Linked DNA regions of Sus scrofa: region 2 is linked to region 1. A link is a contact called in public HiChIP or PLAC-seq data. All regions are on one chromosome and are shown on one strand. Each heading gives the region's core, a stretch centred on a gene start, on an enhancer-like site or on the middle of the called end of the contact. The rest is flanking DNA. Distances are from core to core; before and after follow the strand shown.

Region 1 (7,264 bases), core at 2,839-5,338:
GCTGTGCCTCAGTTTCTCATCTGCATAAAGGTAATCACTGTACCTAAAGCTACTGCAAGATTTAAATGAATACCCTTCTATTCTATTCTATTCTATTCTATTTTATTTTATTTTATTTTATTTTATTTTATTTTATTTTATTTTATTTTATTTTATTTTATTTTATTGTCTTTTGTCTTTTTAGGGCTGCACCTGAGGCATATGGAAGTTCCCAGGCTAAGGGTCTTATCAGAGCTGCAGCTGCCAACCTACACCACAGCCACAGCAATGCCAGATCCGAGCCTCATCTGTGACCTACACCACAGCTCATGGCAACACCAGATCCTTAACCCACTGAGCGAGGCCAGGGATCGAACCTGCATCATCACGGATGCTAGTCGGGTTCCTTACCGCGAATCTCCCAGGGGAACTCTGCTGCAGCAGGCTTTACAGTGGTGATGCCTGCAGACAACAGGAGGTCAGCAGATGCTCATGTTGGTGACTCAGCTAAACAGGATGCTTGAAAGTCAGACATTGTCATACACCCGGGACAGCAGGAGACCACTGTGGAGAGAGCGTGTGAGCCCCGGGACCCCACGTGAGGATGCTGGAGGGGAGAGGGCCGAGCCAGCAAGGTGCATCCAGCAAGGCGGGGAGGGGGACTGGGGTAGGAGGTGTCAGGAAGCCCAGAAAACAAAGGGTTTCAGGAAGGAGGGCATCAAGTCACCAGGCGTGTCACCTGCCACCGGAGATGGAAGGCGATAAACTAGAGCACGTGGGGCTCTGAGCACTGTTCCAATGTTCCAACTGTTTGTTTGCTCAGGGTCATTTTTGGAAGTAGTAGAATTGCAGGGTCAAAGACAGGCCCATTTTTTTTCTCCCTTCTTTTATTTTATTTTATTTTTTGTCTTTTTTGTCTTTTTTTTTTTTTTTTTTTTTTTTTGCTTTTTCTAGGGCCGCTCCTGCGGCATACGGAGGTTCCCAGGCTAGGGGTCTAATCAGAGATGTAGTTGCCAGCCTAGCCAGAGCCACAGCAACACGGGATCCGAGCCGCGTCTGCGACCTACACCACAGCTCACGGCAATGCTGAATCATTAACCCACTGAGCAAGGGCAGGGATCGAATCTGCAACCTCATGGTTCCTAATCGGATTCATTAACCACTGCACCATGACGGGAACTCCAGACAGGCCCATTTTTAAGGTCCATGGCCCCTCCTGAGACACTAAATCCATTAACACCTTTGTACACAGTGGGGTGAGGCTAAGGAGAGACTACCTCACTGAGGATATGGAATTCTGTTTAAGGCAAGTTTCTTTTTGCCCAGTGACAGAAAAGGGTTTTCTAGGAGTTCCCATCGTGGTGCAGTGGTTAACGAACTGGATTAGGAACCATGAGGTTGCGGGTTCGATCCCTGGCCTTGCTCAGTGGGTGAAGGATCCGGCATTGCCGTGAGCTGTGGTGTAGGCCGCAGACGCAGCTTGGATCTGGCATTGCTGTGGCTCTGGCGTAGGCCAGCGGCTACAGCTCCGATTAGACCCTTAGCCTGAGAACCTCCATATGCCGTGGGAGTGGCCCCAGAAAAGGCAAAAAGACAAAAAAAAAAAAAAAAAAAAAAAAAAAAGAAAAGGGTTTTCTTGTAAGGTACTGGATATAAATAGATATTCAGAGGTGGGGGTGTCCTTATGTACATATCAGAGGGTCAGAACCGTGGTGTGGTCATCAGAAATATACCCTCCCTGGAGTTCTCTATGGCACAATAGGTCAAGTTGTCACTGCTGCAGCTCAGGTCACTGCTGTGATGTGGGTTTGATAACCTTGCCCGGGGAACTTCCATATGCTGAGGGCAAGGGAGGGTAGGGGGTGGGAAAGAATTGTACCCTCCCTGCTGAATTCTAGGCTTCTGCATAAACCGGCTGATGAGCTTGAACCAAAGAATCGTGGCTGAGGGTGGGGAAGGGGCAGCTGGACTCCTCTAGTCCAGACTCTCTGGAGTGTAGTGGCCTTTGGAGACTCTTGTCCTCATCAAGACCCCCTCTAGAAATCATGAGCTGGGACAGAGCTCATTTCAGCCCTTATCTTGCTAAGGAGGAGACTGAGTGTCAGACAGGATCAGCAAGGGGTAGCAAATTGCCCAAGGTCACAAAGCATTAGGCTGCAGACATTGACCAGACAAGTGGTGGTGAGTGGGGACAGATTTTAGAGTCAGTAAGTCTGGGTTTACATCTTGGCTCTACCACATACTGGCCATGCCATCCTGAGTGAGTTGCTTACCTTCTTACCCTCTTTGTGCCTCCATTTTGTCACCTGTAAAATGGGTCTAATTGCTAATTCATACATTTTTTTTCTTGATCTTTTTGGGGCCACACTCGCAGCATATGGAGGTTCCCAGGCTAGAGGTCGAATCGGAACTGTAGCTGATGGCCTACACCATAGCCGCAGCAACACCAAATCTGAGCCACATCTGCAACTTACACCATAGCTCACGGCAACACCAGATCCTTAAGCCACTGAGCAAGGCCAGGGATCGAACCTCATGGATCTAGTCAGATTCGTTTCCACTGAACCACGACAGGAACTCCAAATTTATACAGTTCTTGTGAGGATAAAAAGAAATTGCAGGAGTTCCCGCTGTGGCACAGTGGGTTAAGAACCCAACTGCAGTGGCTTGGGTTGCTACAGAGGTAGCCCCGAGTAGTGGGTTAAAGATCCAGAGTGGCCACAGCTGTAGCATAGGTCACAGCTGTGGCTCAGATTCAATCCCTGCCCCAGGAACTTCCATATGCCACGGGTGTAGCCATAAAAAAAAAAAAAAAACAAAAAGGAAAAGAAAAGAAATTGCAATGCTAAGTATGGGCTAAGCGCTTAATAATAGCTAAAAGAACACACCCGAAAAAGCCAAGAGGAAGAACTTAGGGGAAGGGTGTTTCAGGCTGAGGCAACTATGTAAATGTAAGGTTGGAGGTGGAAGAGGCCAAGGCCAATTCCTGAAGTCTTTGTCAGCTGTCATGATGGAGCAGGAGACGAGGCAGTGACTCGGGCAGATCTGAGTTTAGAAAGCCCAACATAGTGCCTTGGCTGACCTGCTGTGTGACCCCAAGCTGTCTCTCTCCCTCTCTGGGCCTCAGTCTCCTGCCCCTACAGGTTCTAATCAGGGGTTGCAAATATCCAGTCTTTGTAAGTTTCCTTCTTCACTGGCCATGCGCCCCCTAGACAGGGTACTCCAAGAGTCAAGCCTTGTCATCTGTCCCCAGAACCCAGCATCCCCCACACCCAGCCCAGGTCTGGCATAGAGACCGTGTCTCACCAAATGAAGGAGTGAATGGACGGATGTCTTTGGGAGGGTGGGGGTTAAAGCAGGATTCCTGGCCCCTCACCCTCCACACAGGTCTGCAGACCTGGACCCTGACCTGCTAGCCAGTTCCCCTGTGCCCTTGTCTTTTCTTGGCCGTCCAGACAATGGCTTTGTTTCCATTGTTCTTGCTGGAGAATGAGAATGCGTCGGTGGTGGCACAGTCAATAGTAGTTCTCCAGCTGTGCCATGAAGGTGCCTTTGATTTTCTCCTTTAGAGGCTTCTCTGTTTTCTTCTACAAACCTCTATGGGATTTGCAAATAAAAAGCAGTAATGCAAAGGAGATAAGTGGACCTCAAAGAAAATACAAGGGAATTTTAAACATCAGAAAAAAATACTCAGAGTTCCCGTCGTGGCTCAGTGGTTAATGAATCTGACTAGGAACCATGAGGTTGCGGGTTCGATCCCTGGCCTTGCTCAGTGGGTTAGGGATCCGGCGTTGCCGTGAGCTGTGGTGTAGGTCGCAGACGCAGCTTGGATCTGGCATTGCTGTGGCTCTGGTGTAGGCCGTGGCTACAGCTCCGATTAGACCCCCTAGCCTGGGAACCTCCATATGCGGCGGGAGTGACCCTAGAAAAGGCAAAAAGACCAAAAAAAAAAAAAAAAATCAACTTCTTTCATAATAAAATAAATGCAAATGATAACCACCCCGAGATTCCGTTTTTCCGCCTGTGCGTTGGCCGGATCACTGCTGATTAACAGTGTGTGCTGGTGAGGAAACAGCTGGCTCCTGCCCCACGGGGGTGTGGGGTTGGAAACTGGGTCCTGTCCCTCTGGAGGACAATGCGGCAATCTGTGTTTAAGGGTTAAATGCAAGTCACCTTTGACCCAGCAATTGTACTTCTTGGAATTTATCCATCAGATGTGCTCACACATGGAGAAAATGATGTTACCCATTGCAGCATCACTGGTAATAGCACAATGTTGAAAACCTAAATGCCCATCAGTAGGAGACCGACTGAATGTATGACACTCTTCTCTCACAAAGGAGTACTCTGCTGCTTTGAAAAAACAAAAATGAGCCAATGGAGCAGCTCTTATGTACCAGCACAGTCCAGAATAAGGTCCAGAAATTAAAGATACGTGGAAAAAGTACAATACAACATATATTCACTATCTTTGAGTATCTTTGCTACAATATTTATTTGCTATCTTTAAGTATAAAAGGGAAATCAATATATATTTTTATTTGTAAATACATAAAATGGAAAGATCACAAGAAACATAACTTTGCTTTTTTTGCAGGGCGGGGCGGGGGGGCACATGTGTGGCATATGGAAATTCCCAGGCTAGGGGTCAAATCGGAGCTACAGCTGCCGGCCTACACCACAGCCACAGCAACACCAGATCCAAGCCACATCTGCAACTTATACTGCAGCTCCTGGCAGCACTGGATCCTTAACCCACAGGGCAAGGCCGGGGATTGAACCCAAATCCTCAGGGGTACTAATAGGGTTTGTTACCACAACGGGACCTCCGGGCATACGCCTTTAAAAATCCTTTGTGGGAGTTCCTGTCGTGGCGCAGTGGTTAACGAATCCGACTAGGAACCATGAGGTTGCGGGTTCAGTCCCTGCCCTTACTCAGTGGGTTAACGATCTGGCGTTGTCGTGAGCTGTGGTGTAGGTTGCAGACACGGCTCGGATCCTGTGTTGCTGTGGCTCTGGTGTAGGCCGGATGCTACATCTCTGACTGGACCCCTAGCCTGGGAACCCCCATATGCTGCGGGAGTGGCCCAAGAAATGGCCAAAAGACCAAAAAAAAAAAAAAAAAAAAATCCTTTGTGCCTCAGTTTCATCACCTGTACAAGGAGGGTCATAAAAGTTGTACCTATTTGATAGGGTTTTGATGATTAAATGAGCAACTAATGTGGAAGGTGTTTAGAGCCAGTGCCTGGCCCTGAGAGGCGCTACCTAACTGTTTTCTAGGTAAATATCTTACAGGGATCCCTATAAGCTTATGATTTGAGTCAGAAGGTTAAGAGGCAGAAAATATTGTCACTTGCATCAAAGCCCTGTGGATGTCTAGGTGTGTCTGTGATTTTATGACTGTCGAGAATCATGAGGGCGAGGCATGGGGAGAGGGAGAAGGTTAAGCAAAAGAAACATATGTAAAGCCTCTTTATGGTCATTTTTATGAAGTTATGAAACTTTATCCATGGATACATACAAAGTTACAATGATTAAAAAAAAAGGAAACGAAAGGAGAAGAGGACCTGTCTTCCATGGGGCGGGGGTGGGGAGCCCCTAGCAGCGATATGGAAAGTGGAAGTCTAGCCAAAGACAGCATCTTCACAGCATATATATATATATTTTTTTTTATTTTTATTTTTATTGGAAATCCAGCCAATGACAGGATCTTCACAACATACATACACACACACATATATATATATATATATATATTTTTTTTTTTGTCTTTTTGCCATTTCTTGGGCCGCTCCCACGGCATATGGAGGTTCCTAGACTAGGGGTCGAATTGGAGCTGTAGCCACCAGCCTATGCCAGAGCCATAGCAACGCGGGATCTGAGCCACATCTGCAACCTACACCACAGCTCACGGCAACTGCCGGATCCTTAACCCACTGAGCAAGGCCAGGGATCGAACCCGCAACCTCATGGTTCCTAGTCAGATTCGTTAACCACTGAGCCACGATGGGAACTCCCATTTATTTTTATTTTTGTTTTTTTGCCTTTCTAGGGCTGCTCCTGCGGCATATGGAGGTTCCCAGGCTAGGGGTCGAATCGGAGCTGTAGCCGCCGGCCTATACTACAGCCACAGCAACTCAGGATCCGAGCAGTGTCTGTGACCTACACCACAGCTCACGGCAACGCCAGATCCTTAACCCACTGAGCAAGGCCAGGGATCGAACCCACAACCTCATTGTTCCTAGTCGGATTCGTTAACCACTGGGCCACGACGGGAACTCCTATATATATATTTTTAAATTTACTTATTTATTTGCTTTTTAGGGCCACCCTCAAGGCATATGGAGGTTCCCAGGCTAGGGGTCAAATTAGAGCGGTACCTGCCTGCCCACACCACAGCCACGGTAACATGGCAATGTATATGTTTACTTCAAAATCAAATGGTCTCTTGTGTACTGGTGCTGAAATCCCATTAGCTGTTAAGGGATTGCCTTTTATCTGTGGAAAGTTCTCCAGAGGGTTTTTGCAGCAACCCCCCACCCCCATCTCAACACACACACCTTTCTGGACTTCAGCTGAAAAAACACTGCTTTTTTCCATGCTGGCAGTTGGGGCCAAGAAAGTCATAGACAGAAAAAGTTCTGAGAACTTCAGGACACATGGGGGTCCTCCAGCCACAGGTAGGACACATCATTTCCCTGGCCCTGGATCGTTCTCCAATCTGGAATCTTCCAGTGTAAATCTGATCTTGTCAACCCTTCTTAGGACCATTTCATTGTCATCTAAATGCAGTGCAGGGAGTTCCTGTTGTGGTTCAGTGGGTTAAGAACCTGATCAGTATCCACGGGGATCAGGTTCAATCGCTGGCCTTGCTGAGTGGGTTAAGGATCCAGCGTGACTGTGGCTGTGGTGTGGGCCAGCAGCTGCAGTTCCGATTTGACTCCTAGCCTGGGAACTTCCATATGCCACAGGTGCAGCCCTCAAAAGACTAAATAAGTAAGCAAATGCAATCCAGGAGTTGCTGCTGTGGCTTGGCAGGTTAAGAACCGGATATAGTGTCTGTTCTGGATGCTGGTTTGATCTCTGGCCTTAGTGGCTCACTAAGGATCTAGTGCTACCCCAAGCTGCAGCGTAGGTCCCAGATGTGGCTCGTGTCCAGTGTTGCAAGGCCGTGGCTTAGGCTGGCAGCCACAGTTCTGATTCAACCCCTAGCCCAGGAACTTCCATATGCCATAGGTGTAGCGATAAAAAGAAAAAAAGAAAAGAAATGCAATCCAATTTCTTA
Region 2 (7,264 bases), core at 1,704-4,203, 110 kb after region 1:
GGCAGGAACTCCCTGCAGTATTTAATTTACGAGTCACTTGGTTTACTGCACACAATTAGTGTACAACACACATGAGTCAAAGTAAGAACAATAGAAAAGGGGATTTAAAAAAACACTCCAAGTAGTTTGGGAAGGTGGCGTCTCAGCACACGTGAGCATTGGGCTCTGGTTCAGCTGACTGGGACTCATGACAAAGGTGAGTGGGAAGGAAAGACACACTTGCTTCTGCTCCAACAGAGCATCCGTGTGGAAGAGCTCTCGGCAGCGTGGAGTCTTCCAACAAAGATCTTCAAGTAGCTCAGCTCTGCGATCTCATTTTAAGGGAATCTGCCTGTAGGGTATAACCTGATGCCCCCAAGGGATCTCATCTCTATCTGTCACTCTTTCTTCACCAGTAAAGTCTTTCCTGGGAAGCAATCCCTTATCTAAGGCAACACTCTTCATTTATGACCCTCAGAAAACGCACAGTCCTGTATTGGACCGTTCACAACAACCAATATGGAAGTTCCCATTGGCCACTGGGACTCCATCTTTGAATTGCTAAGCTTAAATCCGATGAGTTTCACATAAGATGAGTAAGAATCATAGCACCAAAGAAATCATGGCATAACAGCCCCCTTTTCAAAGTGTCCTCCAATTCAAAGCCAGCTCAGTGTAGGGTCCCTGCAGGTGCTGAAATGTGTCCCATTTGAAGGCTCACATGGATCCCTCAGGAATTTAAGACTCAAGTGTGTTCTAGGGCCAGAAAGGTTTGAAGGGGCAGATACAAGGCAAGAGGGAGGGGTGGGCCTGCAGTGAAGTGGAGAGCATACTTCCCATCTAAACTGTTTTTTTTTGGGGGGGTGGAGTTCCCACTGTGGCTCCATGGGTTAAGGACCCAACGCAATGTCCATAAGGATGCCTTGCTTAGTGGGTTAAGGATCTGACATTGCCACAAGTTGTGGTGTAGCTCAAGGAGGTAGCTCAGATCCTGAGTTTCTGTGGTGTAAGCTCTGACTGCAGCTGCAGCTCCAATTTGACCCCTAGCCAGGGAACTTCCATATGCCATGGGTGCAGCCAAAATAAGTAAATAAATTAATAAAACCCTCCTCATAGACTCAGCCCCAAGGGGAAAATGTGATACCTTCCCTATGGATTCACTGATCACCCACAAGGGCTAGGGAAGTGACAATTCCTTCCAAAGGGAGGCAAATCCCTGCTGGCTAGGACCCCATGGAGACAGGGACGTACCCATATGTCCTAGGCTCCCAGAGGAGATAAAGCTGTCACATCCACCATGGAACTGACTCTGGGTCATCCCACAGCCTCAAATGAAGCTCTTCAACTTGGTTTTGGCAAAAGTCCTCTCTCCTTACCCTGATCTGCAAGTCCCTGCGCGGTCTGAACACCTGCCTCCTCAGTCACCATCCACCCACCCTGGCTGCCGTTCTGATCCTCAATCTTGATGCCCTCCTTCCTGCCTCAGGACCTTTGCACTTGTCACATCCTCTGCCTGGACTTGTCTATTCACATGACCAGCTCTACTTGTCATTCAGCTCAAATATCCTCAGAAAGGCCCTCGCCGGGTCCTCTACCCTACATCACAGCCCCATCCCTCTTGTCCCACCTTGATTTATTTTTTTCACGGTACTTGTCACACTCTGAAATCCTCCTGTGTATTAACTGGTTTTCCTGTTTACGGTCCACCTGCCCATTAGCCTCTAGGATCCACTTGTGTTCTCAGGGCATTTCCAACACCTGCACAAATGTCTTTGTTGTTGTTGTTGTTGTCTTTTTAGGGCCACTATAGAGGTTCCCAGGCTAGGGGTCTCATCAGGGCTTTGGCTGCCAGCCTATGCCACAGCCGCAGCAACGCAGGATCCCTGTGTCTGTGACATACACCACAGCTCGTGGCAACACCGGATCCTTAACCGCCTGAGTGGGGCCAGGGATCAAACCACGTGCTCATTCATGGCTACTAATCAGGTTCATTACCTTTGAGCCACAGCAGGAACTCCCAAATGTCTTTTTTTTGGGGGGGGGGCCAAACCTGAAGCATGTGGAAGTTCCCCAGCCAGGCATCAAACCCAAGCCACTGCAGTAACAGGGCCAGATCCTTAATCCGCTGCACCACAAGAGAATCCCTAGATGGTTGCGGTTCGATCCCTGGCCTTGCTCAGTGGGTTAAGGACCTGGCATTGCTGTGAGCTGTGGTGTAGGTCACAGATGTAGCTCGGATCCTGCGTTGCTGTGGCTCTGGTGTAGGCCAGTGGCTACAGCTCCAATTAGACCCCTGGCCTGGGACCCTCCATATGCCGTGGGAAGCAGCCCTAGAAAAGGCAAAAAGACAAAAAAAAAAAAAAAAAGTGAGACTCTCTAGATAATGTCTGTTGAATGAGCCACTTAGAAGAGCCAGGAGGGAGTTCCTGTGTGGCTCAAGGGTAATGAACCCAACTAGCATCCATGAGGATTGGGGTTCGATCCCTGGCCCTGTTCAGTGGGGTAAGGATCTGGCATTGCCATAAACTGCAGTGTAGGTTGCAGACACGGCTCAGATCCTGTGTTGCTGTGGCTGCAGCTGCAGCTCTGATTCGACCCCTAGCGTGGGAACTTCTGTATGCTGTGGATGCAACCCTAAAAAGACCACAAAAAAAAAAAAAGAAGAAGAAGAGCCAGGAGTCCTGGGCCCCATGAGACAAGGGACAAACCACTTTCCTTCCAGGCTCAGCCCTGCCTCAGCCCATTGCCAGATACCCAGGTAGAGAGGGAACGGGCCATCCCTCTCTGTGAGCGTAGGGACCCAACTCAGCCCTGTCGGATCCAGACCCCAGAGAAATATAGGGCCAAACCCGAGTTTCCTGCCATGCTGCCCTTCCACCACAGACTTTCCATGACCCACCCACTTCTCTAGTGACGACCTTACCACACTCTATGTCTCAACTTCCTGCTGAGCCAGAACGAGAAAAGCTCTGTGGTTTGGGCCCGCTCAGAAAAGTTGAGTAATCGCCCAGCGTCCCACAGACGGCTGGGGGTGAGGTCAATTATACACATATTCCAGGAACCCGCACTCCAGCCCTGCACCCTGAGACTTCCCTTTCCAGAGTTCCCGCTGTGGTACTGCGGTAGAAGGATCTGGTGGTGCCACAGCTGTGGCTTGGACTCGATCCCTGACTATGGAACTTCCATATCCTGGGGGTGCTGTGGGCAAAAAAAAAAAAAAAAAAAAAAAAAAAAACCCAGCGGAAATGATCACAACATTGTAAATCAACTACTTTTCAATAAAACTTTTAAAAATGAAAGAAAAAAACATGGAGTTCCTGTCGTGGCGCAGTGGTTAACGAACCCGACCTAGCAACCATGAGGTTGAGGGTTCGATCCCTGGCCTCGCTCAGTGGCTTGAGGTTCCGGCGTTGCTCGTGAGCTGTGGTGTAGGTTGCAGACGTGGCTCGGCTCCAGTGTTGCTGTGGCTGTAGACCGGCAGCTACAGTTCCGATTAGACCCCCTAGCCTGGGAACTTCCATATGCCATGGGTGCAACCCTAGAAAAGACCAAAAAAAAAAAAAAAAGAGAGAGAGAAAGAAAAAATTTTCCCTTTCCTCTCCCTACTCTACCAGCAATTTCCCCTCATTTTCTCTGAAGGTCAAGGGCAGAGCAGTGTTGGATGCAACTGAGTGGCTACCCTAAGGTCTGGAGTCATCCAGTCCTGGGGGCCAGCCCCCTCCCACCACACTGCCCCTCCCCCTACACCCTGAACAGCAACCATGGTGCAATATTATCCTCAAAAGCCAGGCTCTCTTTTTCCCCAGATCTTTGCTGTGTCCTCGGCCTGGGACCCACTCAGGGCTGCTTCTGATTCTTCTGGTCTCAGTTCAGAAGTGAGAGTTCCCACCCCATCAAATAACGAGGTAGGGGCTCCTTCCCTGAGTCCCACGGCCCCATGTTCCTTCACAAGGCTTTGTCACACCAGGTTGCTTTTGTCACTGTCCCCCAACTGTGAGTTCTGTGGAAGCGGAATCTAGGTATCTTGCTCCACCCCAGGCCCCCATTTCCCAGCAGAGGACCTGTCGCATAGCAGGTGCTCAATAAATATTTAATGAGTTAGATATTTCCATTTTAAAGATTAGACCACTGAGGCACAGAGAAGTTTAGCACCTTGTCCTGGTCACACAGCCAGGTCTCAAAGAAGCTCTAGAAGAAAGGCCCACTTGGCCACGATCTGACTGGCCGGGGGTCAGAGGGAAGGCTGGAGTTTCCTGGAGGAGGGAGAAGGAATGACCAGGGGCTAGGCAGGCAATTTGCTTCTCTGCTTCCGGTGACATCTGTGTGTCCACGTCGCCTGGTCTGACCACAAACCTCTGCTCCCATGTCATAGATGATAAAAGTGACTCCCAGAGGCGGGCAGATCTTATTCAAGGTCAATAGTGGACCCCAATCTAATGCATCCCAGTGCTGCAGGACCGCCTCAATACCCCACTTGCATCCGTAGAGGAGCAGGAGGGAGGGAGGCCACCCCAGACTGAGGCCAGTGGGCCCTGCCTGAGCCAGGGGCAGAGGAGTGGGAGGCCTGGCTTCTCGGGCCACTTACCAGTGCAAAACCCCCTTAAAGTCTCTGGACTGCAGTTTCCCCATCTGGACGACAAGGGGGCTGGGCTGGAGCTTTCAGATGCCCTCCTTCCCCAATGAAGATAGGGCTGCAGAAGCTGGTGTGTAAGAATACACGCTCCTGAGTTCAAAAGGTATATTGAGCCCCAACCCATGCACCCTGTCGGCATGGATTGGCCGTTCCCACATCTGTGTGCCTGAGGCTTATGAGGTCAGATAAACTGGGCGGCTGGTTGCAGCATTTATTGCTGAATGATCTTACTCAGTCCCTTCACCCCTTAAGCCTTCATTTCATAGCTGTAAAAAAAAATGAATATTAACTTTTTTTTCCCGAAGATTAAATGAGCTAACATAGGGGAGTCCTTGGCACGATGCCAGGCACAGCATCGCCATCAAAAGGAGTTCATCATATTAACTAGGGGGATGCTGCCCTCAGGAGGCCAACGGGAGGAACAGCAGGCAAGGGGAGCCTGACCCTCTGCCCAGGCCAGGCTGGAACTCGCGTGCCTGGCGTGCGCCCATTGTCCAGGTGGGAAGAGCGTGGTCGGACGCTGGTCACTCGGTGTGCGCCTCTACCCACTGGCAGAGGCGACGGGCGTAGCGAGCCGGGCTGACGGTGGAGAAGGTCCGGCCCGGATAGCACAGCGTCTTCCATAGGTGCTCCAGCCGCTTGCGAAGCCCGTAGACCGTGGCGAGATCCACAAGCCCCAAGAAGTAGCGCTGCTCCGGCCCGTCCAGGATGTGTAGGGCGTTGGGTGCGTCGGGCAGCAGCCGGCGGTTCTGGGCTTCCACCTCCTCGGGGCTCTGTACCCCTTGCATAGACCTGGGGGCCGACAGAAGAATGAGGTTACTGCTTCCTCCAGGGAGCCCCAGCCAGTGGACCCAGTGCCCCAGCCAGTGGACTCAACATGCAGCTGAGTACACTGCAGTAGATGGTCTAAAGCTGAGCCGTTCATTAGGCAGCCACCAGCCAGCCACGCTCGCCATCCAGCACTTAATGTGGCCAGTCCCAATTTAGATGCGCTCAATATAAACGTAAAATACATACTGAATTTCCAAGACAGTATGAGATTACAATGTAAAATACTCAAAAATGTTTATATTGATTAGATGATGAGATTGTAAGTTTGGATGTCTGAAGTCAGTGAAATATACATTAAAATTATTTTTGCAAGTTCCCATGGCAGGGCAGTGAAAACGAACCCAACTAGGAACCATGAGGTTGCGGGTTCGATCCCTGGCCTCCCTCAGAGGGTTAAGGATCTGGCGTTGCCGTGAGCTGTGGTGGTCAGCAGCTACAGCTCTGATTAGACCCTTAGCCTGGGAACCTCCACATGCTGTGTGTGTGGCCCTAAAAAGACCCCCCAAAAATTATTTTTATCTATTTCTTTACTTTTTTTTTTTTTTTTTTTTTTGGTCTTTTTGTCTTTTGTTGTTGTTGTTGCTATTTCTTGGGCCGCTCCCCGCGGCATATGGAGGTTCCCAGGCTAGGGGTCCAATCGGAGCTGTAGCCACCGGCCTACGGCAGAGCCACAGCAACGCGGGATCCGAGCCGCGTCTGCGACCTACACCACAGCTCACGACAACGCCGGATCGTTAACCCACTGAGCAAGGGCAGGGACCGAACCCGCGACCTCATGGTTCCTAGTCGGATTCGTCAACCACTGCGCCACGACGGGAACTCCTATTTCTTTACTTTTTAAATTTTTTTAAAAAGATCTTCTTTGTGTGTGAGTGTGTGAGTGTGTGTGTGTGCACATTTTGTTGTTTTGTTTTGTTTTTAGGGCTGCACCTACAGCATATGGAAGTTCCCAGGCTAGGGGTCTAATCAGAGATGCAGCTACCAGCCTATGCCAAAGCCATACCAGATCTGAGCCGCATCTCTGACCTATGCTGCAGCTTATGGCAACGCTGGATTCTTAACCCACTTAGGGAGGCCAGGGATCAAACCTGTATCCTCAGAGGCACTACGTTGCGTTCTTGACCTGCTGAGCCATGATGGGAACTCCTAAAGTGCTTGTCTTAATCCCTGAGTGATTCTTTCTTTAAAAAAATGCTTTTATTTTATTTTATTTTATTGCTTCTTAGAGCTGCACCTGCAGCATATGGAAGTTCCCAGGCTAGGGGTCAAATCGGAGCTACAGCTGCTGACCTACACCACAGCCACAGCCGTGCATCTGGATCTGAGCCGTGTCTGTGACCTACACCACAGCTCATGGCAACGTTGGACCCTTAACCCACTAAGCGAGGCCGGGAATCAGACCTGCATCCCACGGATACTAGTCAGGTTCATTTCTGCTGCGCCACAGTGGGACCTCCCAATCCCTAAGTAATTCTGTTTAACCACAAGGTGAGTCTTGGAGGATTGAAATCCGAGTAGTTAACCCAATACTAACAGGAATTCTCGGAAGATGCTGTACAACTTCTTTCTCTGAGGCTCAGTTTTTCACACCTCTGAAATGGGAATGGACCCACCCTCTCAACGACGTCCTGGGTCAGCATGCAAGGATGGACAGCATGCAAGAGGAAGGCAACACGACGGGAGCTCTGGCTGTAGTGCAACAGGATTGGCAGCATCCCTGCAGCACTGGGACACAGGTTGGGTCCCCAGCCCCTGGTTGGGTCCCCAGTGGGTTAAGAACCCAGCATGGCCACAGCTGCACTGTAGGTCGCAACTGCGTCT

Evidence for each region. HiChIP or PLAC-seq counts read pairs in DNA pulled down with a chosen protein or histone mark.
Region 2: an H3K27ac HiChIP or PLAC-seq map of alveolar macrophages shows a contact between it and region 1. The contact joins two enhancer-like sites. A contact is called at or near these places in 2 of 47 Hi-C or Micro-C datasets (embryonic fibroblasts and heart right ventricle) and 1 of 2 datasets of contacts at active chromatin or transcription factors (alveolar macrophages).

The regions. Positions count from the first base shown.
Region 1 is chr1:268,290,378-268,297,641 of Sscrofa11.1, forward strand. All of the region lies in intron 2 of FPGS (folylpolyglutamate synthase, mitochondrial), which reads left to right. Among named protein-coding and RNA genes, the nearest start is that of FPGS, 13 kb to the left of the region's middle. Within about 2 kb of position 4,089, at least 2 of the 83 cell types and tissues checked have an H3K27ac peak or open chromatin away from gene starts, as enhancers often do. A contact at or near this core is called in alveolar macrophages, where this site is marked.
Region 2 is chr1:268,404,313-268,411,576 of Sscrofa11.1, forward strand. PIP5KL1 (phosphatidylinositol 4-phosphate 5-kinase-like protein 1) reads right to left here. Exons shown (of 10, transcript XM_021069432.1): 10 at 4,801-5,404. The coding sequence ends at 5,137. Among named protein-coding and RNA genes, the nearest start is that of ST6GALNAC4, 5.5 kb to the left of the region's middle. Within about 2 kb of position 2,954, at least 20 of the 83 cell types and tissues checked have an H3K27ac peak or open chromatin away from gene starts, as enhancers often do. A contact at or near this core is called in alveolar macrophages, where this site is marked.